3 separate regions of the Zea mays genome follow, and all the other regions are linked to region 1. Evidence: chromatin contacts called from public Hi-C data. All regions are on one chromosome and are shown on one strand. Each heading gives the region's core, a stretch centred on a gene start, on an enhancer-like site or on the middle of the called end of the contact. The rest is flanking DNA. Distances are from core to core; before and after follow the strand shown. Region 1 holds the start of LOC103631726 (RING-H2 finger protein ATL1). Region 2 holds the start of LOC100284705 (metal ion binding protein). Region 3 holds the start of LOC100501489.

Region 1 (3,760 bases), core at 914-3,413:
TCGGTGTTGTCGACGCGCGATCAAGCTCCACGTTAGATGTCGAAGGCGATGGCATGGAGCCCATTAGCAGCCTCTGGCGAAGGCAACTGCTTCGAGTCCTTGGGCGAAGGCGAGGATGACGACTGCGCTGTGGAATATCGTAGAGGGCGGCAAGGAAGGCTCCAGGTGAGGAATGGATGTGAGAGCACAATCACACGCGCAAGGGGGTGCGACATCTATGGAGAGGTGAAGTGAGAGGTTATCTGGTGGTGTAGCGTCTGCACTGATGGTGGGAGATATATAAGGCACATATTAGTACCGGTTCTTGCAAAACTAGTACTAAAGAATAAGATTTAGTGTCGGTTCTTGTTCGAAACCGATACTAAATACTAAGATTTAGTGTCGGTTCTAAAAGAATCGGTGTTAAACTCGTTTTGGTGGGAATTTTAATTGCGTTGATAGGAAAGGAAAATCACTTTTAGTACCAGTTGTATATAATAACCGATACTAAAAGTCTCTGGTAATTTATGAACCGGTACTAAAGGTTTTAGAACCGTCTCGTGTATTGAATCTATACATCATATTAGTACCGGTTAGAGACAACAACTGATAATAATATCTTTTGTATGGATCTCCACATTTAAAATAGACACTGAAGTAGTGTCAATACCAGTTTTAAATCAATCGGAACAAAAGTTGTTGAACTGAAACCTGTTCTCCAGTGGTGGTACCCTCACTACTCACGAGTAGAGGTAGTAATGGATCACGATTCAAACGTTTCTTCACAATAAATTAGGGCTCTTAATTAATTTCAGTTCAAAAATAAATTAGTCTGATTCTAATTTAATTCGATCCTTAAATTTTATAGTATAAAATCTATAGCCCGTTATCACCCCTACTCATGAGTCACGATGTCTCCACCAATTGAGCATTACCCAACTGGTCAGATTCTCATTGTGGAATTTGTCTATTTTGGTTCAAGTTGCCGACTTAACGTGTGTGCTCGTATTTTTGATGATTGATTCTAGGATATACTATTTTTTAGTGATAGACAACGTAATAGTCCATTTTGCTTCTTGTTGTCGACTTAACGTGTGCTCATATGTATTCTCCATAAGTATTCTAGGCTGCACCTTTTTTTCAAAAATAGGCAACCTAACCATCGTCAATAAGACATCTGTGTTGATTCATTAGTCTGAAAATCCACGTCCAAACATGCTTGTCACACAACAAGTTCAGGTCGCTGTAGTTTGGATTCTGCGGCATGAGTATGCTGTTTGGTTGCCACGCATGCCCAGCCCTCCAAGAAGACAATGTAGTGTGTAAATGAATATGAATACAAACCCATCATCTCAAGTGTGACGCGTGAATAATACATCTGCGCAGGAGCGGGATGTACCTCTGAAATTTACTTCTGCTCAAGCACCAATTAACACGGTCTGTTACTCCTACTATATGAATCCACATCGGAAAAGTAGAACTTAGAAAAGAAAAGGAAAGTACAAAAGAGAAAGAAAGATCTGCTGCTCAGTTTTGGGCCTGAAAGCAACTATCCACGTAGCCTGAATGGCAAACCAGGCTTCACTGGATGGTATGCTGAAGCCCCAGAAAAGGGCCCATTTAAATGCCTCAAAAGGGCCCAGATTAGAGTCCCTGTTGTTGTTTTTTTTTTAATGAGAGGAAGCTTTCTTTATGTTTCTTAACAGTTTTACTATGGTGACCTCACCAATCTCGTCCTGAGGATTTGCCGCTGCAGTTTTTTAAGGTGGTCAATCTCGTCTCGATAAATTGTTAGCACAGCAGCTAGCGCCCCAGCCATCGAAGGTGCTTATTATAGAAGTAGGGTTTACGTTCATGCATTTGTAGAGGTAAATATGCGTGTATTATGAGCGTCTGTATTATATAGAGTAATGTCACAAAAAAATTTACTAAGAATATCATTAAGCAGGTGCACGTTCTTTTCAACGAGTTACTTATGAAATGGAATCAGTTTGGACGGCCTGTGACGTGGTTACGCCATCTTAACACCGGATTTTCTAACGCGTGCGTGTGATGGATCAGTTTGGACGGCTGGCTGTTCCTTACCGGAGCAGCGCACTGGGCACGAGGGTGGAGCGGAAGAGTTGACCTGGGCGAGGCAGCTAAGCAACTAGGGAAGGGGAAGCCATAGCCATGCATCCTCCCACCGGGTATAGAGACAGGGACAGGGGCCAGCCCGCGCGTCCGCTCTGCAGCTGAACCGTCGCAGTCGCCGTCGCCCGCTGCGGTTTCCACGCCACTCGCGCGCACGTATAAAACCGTTTCAAACTTCGCCCCACCGCTTCCTCGGCCTCGGCCTCGCGTACCGACAGGCACTCATCTCTTTCGCGAGTTGGCCTGGCCTGCCGCAGTTTTCTATTAACCGACCCGGCCGCGCGCACTAGCTGCTGCGAGACGGCGCTCCCGCTCGCTCGCTTGGATAACCTATTTCTTGCTCGTGCCGGTCGGTTAGCCGCCCGAGAGAGGAGGCTGATCTGTCCTCGCGAAGGCATTGACTTCGCCTGCCCCAGTCGCGCGCGCGTGCCTGGCGATGGACGCGGCGGCAGGCGCGCCAATACCAGCGCCGTCGGACGCGGGGCAGGGCACGGCGGCGGCGTTCCCGATCGCCATCGTCATCGCGATCGGGTTCATGGTCACCACGCTCATCCTCATCAGCTACTACTTCCTCGTGGTCCGCTGCTGGCTCCGCGGCGGGGGGCCCGGCGGCCTGCTCCACCGCGCGCGCCGCGAGGACGACCGCGGCGGCCTGGCGGAGCGCGTGTCCGCGGTCTTCTTCGCCGACCACGATGCCGCTGAGCTCCCGGGCGGGCTCGACCCGGACGTAGTCGCCGCGCTGCCCGTCGTCCGGTACTACCGCCGCCGGGCGAGGTCCGCGTCCGAGTGCGCCGTGTGCCTGGGCGAGTTCGCGCCCGGGGAGCGGCTCAAGCTGCTGCCCGGCTGCTCCCACGCCTTCCACATCGACTGCATCGACACCTGGCTCCACCACAACGTCAGCTGCCCGCTCTGCCGCGCCGTCGTCACCGCCGTCGGCGTGCTCGCGCGCCACGACCACGACGCCTCCTGCCGCGACCTGCTGCAGCTCGGCGGCGGCGACGCGCGGCGCGTCGTCGACGCCGCGGCGAGGGTCGGGTACGGGAGCTCCTGCAGGTTCCCGACCAAGGCCGCCCCCGCCGTCGCGCAGGAGCCCATCGCGCGCTCCTTCTCCATGGACTGCTTCGCGGGGGGGCTCGGCCGGAAGCCGCAGGAAAAGGAACCAGCTGCCGGCAGCTGCGGGGAGGCCGGCCCGAGCCTTGCCGTTGCCGCCGCCGGCGGCAGCAGCGACGTCGCTGACCGCGGCGCTGGCGAGACGAGCGGCCGGTTCCGGCGGCTCCTGTCGTCGTTCGGGCTGGGTCGGAGCTCGCGGAGCACGGTGCTGCCGATCCACCTCGACAACCCGTGACGGTGGCGGCGGCACCGGCCGGGTTCGTGTCGCTCAACGATCGATTAACCTATTCCCGCACACTGCTTGTTCGCTTCATTCATGATTATTAATTGAGCCGTGTCGTTTGCATGCAATGTACAGCTAGCCACATAGAGGAGAGGCTTTGCTTCTTTTTTTTTTTAGTTTTTTGTTTTGTTTCGCATCAACCTCGCATGTCTCTGTGCGCATTGTTGTCCTCGTGTTCGTACTCCATGGATCCGTGCTTGTTGGTGCACCAGATGTCGTCGGATGACATGTCAAGTAGCGCAACATTGTCATTGC
Region 2 (3,760 bases), core at 546-3,045, 500 kb before region 1:
TTGCTCTTAGATGGCGTGTGACTTTCTCCTCGAGCTATAAGATTATTGTAGCCTTGGATTGTTGTAAGTTACCCTTATTTATAGTCCTCGCAAGAGCTTTTGGCTTGACATTGAGGAAGGGTGCATGGTCCTTGGACTTTGTGGCTCTCCTCAACAACGTGGAGGTAGACAAGCCTTTTGGCAAGCTGAACCATATGATAAATGTTGTGTCTAAGTGTTCTTTGATTATTTGAGTTGTTATGGTTTAAGTGGCTTGCATTTGAATACCTCTCTACCCTATTATGTTTGATTACCGCGCATTGCTCATTTCAGTCTCATATTCTAGATAGAAGTAAGAAATCATATATATCAGATTATGTGAAGTTTGAGTGCGTTTGGTTCATTTATCGTTGTCTAACAGTGTCGAACTTTTGCACGGTAGTGCCGGGCTAGGAGCGGCACTACCTCTTTGGATTTTGATAGTTTCTCGAGCTGGAAATTTACAGATAGCCTATTCACCCCCTCTAGACGTACCAGATCCTTACACTTGAGCCGAAGATAGTAGTGCTACTATATAAAAGAGGCACACATTTTGATTTGCATCTGTTTGCACCGACAGAGGTACATAAGGCATGTTTGATTCTATAACTAAAGGGTTGTTTGGTTCTATACCTAGGTGCCAAAATTTGACATAAAATTTCAAGTCATACTTTCCTAAGGTTAGACACTCAAATTTTGCGCCACAATTTGTCACGTCTAAGGGAATCATGCCACACTTTTACAAGTCATTGACGAGTGAGACCTATATAGCAGGAGAAAATTCTTGCCGCGATTGCCAAACGCATGCCTAACTCGATCAAACTTGTTTAACCTTAAGCGTGGCAAACTGTGGCAATTGAGGCAGCAAACCAAACATCCCCTAAGATGCCAAAATCGCTACACATTTTTGTGCCACACTTGCATAAGGTGTCTAAAGTTAGGCGCTTAAATTCACCACAATTTGTCACGCCTAAGAGAATCTTGGACAATAATACAAGTCATTGACGAGCGAGATTTACGTAGGAGGAGAAAAATCTTACCATAACTGTGAATCTAAACTAAACATATGTCTAACTTAATCGAATTTGTCTAACTGGACAAACTGACAATTAAGGCTGAAAAAACAAACGGCCCTACGCTCTGTTGTGAAAACGGAAATGTACCGGAAGCGAAGACACTCCACCGCCATCGATCCCTGTAGCATGTGCCACCGTGTGTGAGGCGTGTCACTTGAACAGACAGTGCAGATTAAAAATTTGACCAACACGAGCTCTACTCCGTGCCCGTGGTGCCAAATACAGTAAAACCGTCTGAAGAAACTGCTGCTGTGCCGGCGCCGTGGTAGTACTAGCAGCCTGCAGTCCAGAAGGTACCAGAAGAGTAGGATTTGTACGTACAGCACACTAGCAGAACCCCCCAAAAAAATCTGCGCGGTGACGCCACACCTGACCGTAACGGGCACTCATCCATACGCATTCTCAACAGGCGGTCCACCTCCTCCACCACCAGCCGCCACCAGACATCAGCAGCCTGCCAGAAACATAATACCGCCTTCTCCAAGGTTGCAACCCCCGGGCCGGGGCAGGCGGGCAGGGTGTCAGTGTCACTATGTCCGACGCGGATACGGATCAGCACCGGCTGCCCTCCGCGGGCCCACCTCCCTCCCTCCCTCCCTTTTCCTTCATTCTCCTTCTCCACGCGCGGGGCGCCCCTCCTCCTATTTATGGCGGCCCGCGCCAGCGGCTTCTGGTTCCTCACCTCCTGGTCAGACCAAGCGGCACGCACAAGCGCACAGCCACGGTGAGCAGAGAAGAAACGCATCCACAGAAGGGACAAACGTCCGGAGCGGATTCCACATTCCAGTCTCGGTCTCGGTCCATGGGCGCGGGAAAGGGAGGAGACGGCGGCGAGGCGGCGCCCGAGGCCGCGCAGCCCGTCGTGCTGAAGATGAAACTGCATTGCGCCGGCTGCGCGCACAAGGTCAAGAAGGCCATCAAGCGCGTTCCCGGTACGTGCTGTCGCGGTGTGGTTCTGTGTAATAATTCCCTTTGCTTCTCCCTTCGTCTGATTCGCCGGTTCTTCGCAGGTGTGGACTCCATCGTCACAGACGTCGCGGCGAACACGGTCGTCGTGGTGGGGACGGCCGACGCGGGCGCGCTCAAGGCGCGGCTCGAGGCCAAGACCAACAAGCCCGTGGAGATCGTCTCCGCCGGCGGCGCCCCCAAGAAGCCTCCCGCCGCGGAGCCCAAGCAGGACGCCGGCGCCGGCGTCGGTGAGAAGAAGGGGGTCAAAAGCGCGAGCCCCAACGAGGAGGAGAAAGAGAAGGGGAAGAAGCAACAGGCGGAGGAGAAAGAGAGAGAGAAAGAGAAGGGGAAGAAGCAGCAGGTCGGTACGCGGCAGGCAATGCCGCCCACGCAACCCAACTACTCTTCTGACCCGCAGCAGCAGCAACAACTAAAAAACGCCTCCTCTGCTTTTGGTTCTCCACAGGTGGAGTCGGTGCTGCTCAAGATCCGCCTGCACTGCGACGGCTGCGCCGACCGCATCAGGCGACGCATCGGCAAGATCAAAGGTGAGCGGAAATTCTGTTGGGTCGTTGTGTGTCCCTCTCACATGTACAAGAACTCGCACCCTGTTTTTTTTCTTTCTTTTCCGTTAATTCCGCTGCGCTGCGCGGCTTCAGAACTGACGATTTTGGGTTTGGTGTTGGTCGGTGCAGGCGTCAAGGATGTGGTGCTGGAGGCCAATGCCAAGGACGAGGTGGAGGTCACGGGCACCATGGACATACCGAACATGGTCTCCTACCTCAAGGAGAAGCTCAACCGCGACGTGGAGGCCGTGGCGCTGCCCGTAAGGAAAGAGGGCGGCGGCAGCGAGGGCGAGGGTGAGGGCAAGGACGACAAGAAGCACAGCGGCGGCGGCGGCGGCAAGGACAAGGTCGCCGCCGGGGCAGCCGGCGACGACAGGATGGACAAGGGCAAAGGGATCGAGGCGTCGGCGGCGGGTCCGTCAACGGCGGCCGCCGCAGCGTACATGTCTGCGCCGGCGGGGGCGAGCACGTACCACGTGGCTCCGCCGCACGGGTACGTTGCGTATGAGCAGGCCCCGCCTCCCGCTAGCTACTATCCCTACCCGTACTACGGCTACGGCAGTGGCGATGGCATGGGCCACGCCAACCCCTCCTACTACCAGCCGCAGCCGCAGCCGCAGCCCGACGGGAACCAGCAGCCGCAGGTGGCGTACCCGCCATACCCGTACCAATTCGACATGGCGCCGGCGCCGCAGCTCTTCAGCGACGAGAACCCCAACGCTTGCTCCGTGATGTGACGCCGCCGCCGGTGCGTGTCCTTGTTGCGTTCCGTCGGCGAGCTCACTGATCCGCCGTCAGCTTTAACCTTAGCCATCCGGCCGAGAAAGAAGAACTCGACCTGTACATATCGTCAATGAGGAATCAGCCTTAGTCCAGAGCCCTAGGATTATTTTCCTGATGAAATTTTGCTTCATTTGTTTAATCATTTTGTTCTCACCTCCTCCTGATGCGATCAGCGCTTTGTTCTACTCCCCACTGGTATGGTAGAAATCTGCGACTGCGTCCTGTCAGGACATGTACAAAGGGGTCTGTTGACCCCGTCTGCATGATGTCAGTTCTGTAAAAAAAATCGCCAACGGCAGGAAACGGAGCCTCCGTCGTCTTGTGAGGGACTCCGAAAATTAAGGGCCTAAAACTTAGCAGATTTATTAT
Region 3 (3,760 bases), core at 936-3,435, 410 kb before region 1:
TAATAGCCACACGATTGAATCTTTGGAATTGATACAGAGATGAACGAGCCATTTTATCATAAAAAAGGTAGTAAGGTACTACATCAACAGTACAGTGACACAAAAAATTCTTTTGACCTGGAACTGTTATTCAATAACATCCAATCGAGTTGATGGATGGAGCAACAATTTTTGAGGTGAAAAACAATACAGAAGGCAGTCATATAAGAAAATCATCACCACTCAATATAAAAATTTAAAATGGTGTTTTTCTTGGAACTGATCTGTGGAGAAGTAACTAGGAAAACAGGAACTGATGCACAACATTACTTGGCGCATTTTAAGTGGAATACAAGAGGCTCACGTTATCAGACTTCTGCACCAATTGGTATTCCCAGAACTTGACATCATGATCAGCACTTCCAGTGACAAAGCCTCGTGCACCAACAGTTCCATCTTCATCTGGAATAGGTACAATTGACCGTATGGAGCCAGCATGAGCTTCTATGGCCTCAGTTAAGCTCCCACTAGCAATATCCATAATCTCCAACGTACCACTTTTTGTACCAACAAGAGCATACCGATTTCCAACGAAAGCACTTGACAACCCATATCCAGAGTCAATGGTCCGAAGGCATTCCCCTGTACTAGGGTTCCATATCTTGACAGCGTTATGACTAGTCGACATAAGGAGGTTGTCCTCCGAATTAAGGGAGACACTCCTGATGTCAGAACGGTGTCCATGCATCTCAACTGAGTACATCTTTGATACCTTCTCCTTATCCACTGAATATGTCTCAAGCATGTTATTGTTGAGTGATAGAGACAAAGTGGCAAGGCATCCTCTTGGAGGATTACTTGGAGAGAATGTAATCGAACATATTTTTTTGCTTGCACGTAAAACTTGAAATAGCTTAAATACATCGGTGACAATAACAGTAGGATTTTGTAAGTTTTGAACTGGTAAAGGATCAATGATAGTGCCATTCTCTTCAGCAATCATGGATTTCGCAGATGCTTTCTCCTTCTTTCTGCTCACCCGCCTTTTGGCCTTACGTGCAGCCTCTGTTTCATCAAGAACCCTATAAATATCTGCTGTCTTCCCAGCCACCTGGCATACCACAAGACTGCCGTCCCTATTAAACCTAACATTTGCCACTCGTTCCTTGCTCTGCCGTGGAATCTCACCAAATAGCTTGAGCACATCCCACTTGCTCCAATCCTCGCCTTCCTCCACTGATTGCCGGATTCTAAACACTTGCAGCTCTGGATCAGCAGACCCAGACACTAAAAATCTCTCGCTAGGATCAACATCCATTGACCAAATCTCACTGCGGTGACCACCAACGATTTGAAGACAGTGCTGTGTTTCAAGGTCCCAAACCCTAATAAACTTGTCCTTGGAGCAGCTCATCAGCTTCTTACCAGAATCCAGAAACACCAAATCGGTGACCTGCACATTGTAATCCCCTCAATTAGCGCTACTAACCTTTGCTAACCAATCAAACAGACTCAGACATCTGAAGCCGCAATGTACCTGGTCACGGTGGCCACGCAGACGGAAGAGCCCAGCCTGCGCAACGACGTCCCAGAGGATGACATCGCAGTCCTTGCTGCCAGAAGCGAGGACGGCGCCAGAGGGGCCGAAGCGGAGGGCGGAGGCAGCGGAGCGGTGGCCGTGGAGGGTTGCCTCGCAAGCACCTGTTTCCGCGTCCCACAGCCTGATGCTCCCATCTGCGTGCCCGCTCGCAATCTATACCAAACAAAGCACCAACGCACGAAATTGAGTCAAATTCAAACGCGGGAACCAGCCTGCCAAATTCGAAGAGAGCTGAAGACAGGGAGAGCCGGAGAGGGATCAGGGGTACCGAAGAGGAGACGGCGGCGGAGTGGGAGGAAGCGATGCAGGAGACGGCGAGCGAAGGGGAGGAGGAGGAAGGTGCGAAGGAGACAGAGGGAAGACCACGCTTGATGTCCCAGGCGGCGAGGCGGTCGAGGGCGGCGGCGAGGAGGCGGCGGCCCGAGGGGTCGTAGACGACGTTGGACTCCGGCGACGCAATCACACCGAAGGTGAGGGCCGGCTCGTAGCGGAGGTAAGCCTTCACCATGGCGGGCGGCCGCCGGCGCGTGGGCTGGGTGGTTCAGGCAGCGCGCTTGTGTCTTAGGGTTTATGGCGGCGGACAGAAGGGGACCGGGGTTTTTATTTAACACTACTCTTCCTCAACGATAAACCGCTTTCCTCCATTCTTTGCAAGATCATTTGAGGTAAGCGACCCATTTGATACAGTGTCTCCTGAGGGGAGAATTTGATATATACCGCCTTTAAAACGATGATATAAATAATATCACTGGTAAAATAAGGATTCAAGACATTGGATCTTAATACTACTCATTTTTCGTATATATATCATATAAATAGGTATTAGAATAGTTATTTAAATATAATTATTATTTATTTCTAAACACTAAGGTATGTGTGTTCTGGTGGTTATCCTTAAATATTTTGAGCTGGGTGGAGTTCGAATGCTCGCGCTACACTTTTTTTCGTTGTGTGGGTGGGGTCGGGTGTTGAGCAGGTGCCACATGGCAATAGCATAGTGTCAGTGTGGCACTGTGGCAGGTGTACACATTATGTTTTTAATAAAGTAGTATAAATAAATAGATATTGAGATATTTATTAAATATAATTATTGTTTATTTATAAACACTAAGGTATATGTAGTCTGGTGGTTATCCAAAATGTTTGGAGCAAGAGGTTGTGGGTTTGAATACTCACTTTACATTTTCTTTTGCACGGTGTGGTAGCGCGGAGGGTGAAGCCATGGTATCACCAGGTATTTACATTAGGTTCTTAATAAATTAATATAGATATAGATAAACACTAAGGTATGTCTAGTTTGGTGATTATCCATAAATGTTTGGAGAAGGGGATGTAGGTTTAAGCCCCCACTTTGCACTATTTTTTATACCGTGTGTGATATCGCGAAGGGTGAATATAGATTATGATAGCTACAAATTTCTATCTTTCTCCACTCTAATTAAGTTTTAACACCAAAGTTTACGTGCTTTGACCAATTTACCTCTCACGATACAAACACGGCTGCATGCCCATATGAAGGAACACATAAAAAATGTTCTAAGCATCTGATCAATATAATATAACATAATTAGTTTACAAAACAAAATATCAAAAGTAGTAAAATGCACAATAACCATCATAATTCATTAAACGTCATCAAATAATCCGATTAAAGGTCACCACGATATTTCATATACATCTAATTTAAATATTTCTAGAAAATATTTAAATTAGATACAGGTCTAGAAAAATTTTAAATTTGACGTTTGCTATGTGATAGAAATTCATGAATTATAATTGATATTGTGCATTTTACTATATTGTACTCCTTTTGTCCCAAATGTAATTCGTTTTTAGACTAATTACATATTTATTAAGTAACATGTGAATGTAGTTTGCAAGTATATTTATATTTATTATCATTAAAATGATGGTGGACATAAAGGTGGGCTAGAAAGAACTATATTTTGGAACGAGGAGGGTAATATTTTACTAGGGAAAGGATATTAGGAGCTCAGGGATTTCTAGTAGTTACAGGAAGCCCTGGCCGTGTCCTTACCAGATGTGCATGCAGTTTCTATTTTGATGGAGGTGTGATTTCATATCCAAAAATTATGGCAACTCTAAAAATTATGGCAGATCCGAAAATTATTGTGCACACGAAAAACATGCATGCGAGACATTGTGTGGGTGCAACCCAGG

The links. Hi-C and Micro-C count contacts between places; a contact is called where the count stands out from the background.
Region 2: a contact with region 1 is called in a Hi-C map of tassel, with 2.3 times the contacts expected there. The contact joins the promoter of LOC100284705 here to the promoter of LOC103631726 in region 1. A contact is called at or near these places in 2 of 25 Hi-C or Micro-C datasets (leaf and tassel).
Region 3: a contact with region 1 is called in a Hi-C map of tassel, with 2.6 times the contacts expected there. The contact joins the promoter of LOC100501489 here to the promoter of LOC103631726 in region 1. A contact is called at or near these places in 2 of 25 Hi-C or Micro-C datasets (endosperm and tassel).

The regions. Positions count from the first base shown.
Region 1 is chr1:11,064,188-11,067,947 of Zm-B73-REFERENCE-NAM-5.0, reverse strand. LOC103631726 (RING-H2 finger protein ATL1) reads left to right here and starts at 2,163. Exons shown (of 1, transcript XM_008652875.3): 1 at 2,163-3,760. The coding sequence starts at 2,549. The coding sequence ends at 3,457.
Region 2 is chr1:11,560,330-11,564,089 of Zm-B73-REFERENCE-NAM-5.0, reverse strand. It overlaps LOC100284705 (metal ion binding protein), which reads left to right and starts at 1,795. Exons shown (of 4, transcript NM_001157600.2): 1 at 1,795-2,026; 2 at 2,105-2,403; 3 at 2,509-2,590; 4 at 2,738-3,489. The coding sequence starts at 1,897. The coding sequence ends at 3,345.
Region 3 is chr1:11,477,771-11,481,530 of Zm-B73-REFERENCE-NAM-5.0, reverse strand. It overlaps LOC100501489, which reads right to left and starts at 2,185. Exons shown (of 12, transcript NM_001361332.1): 1 at 1,848-2,185; 2 at 1,517-1,732; 3 at 344-1,432. The coding sequence starts at 2,087.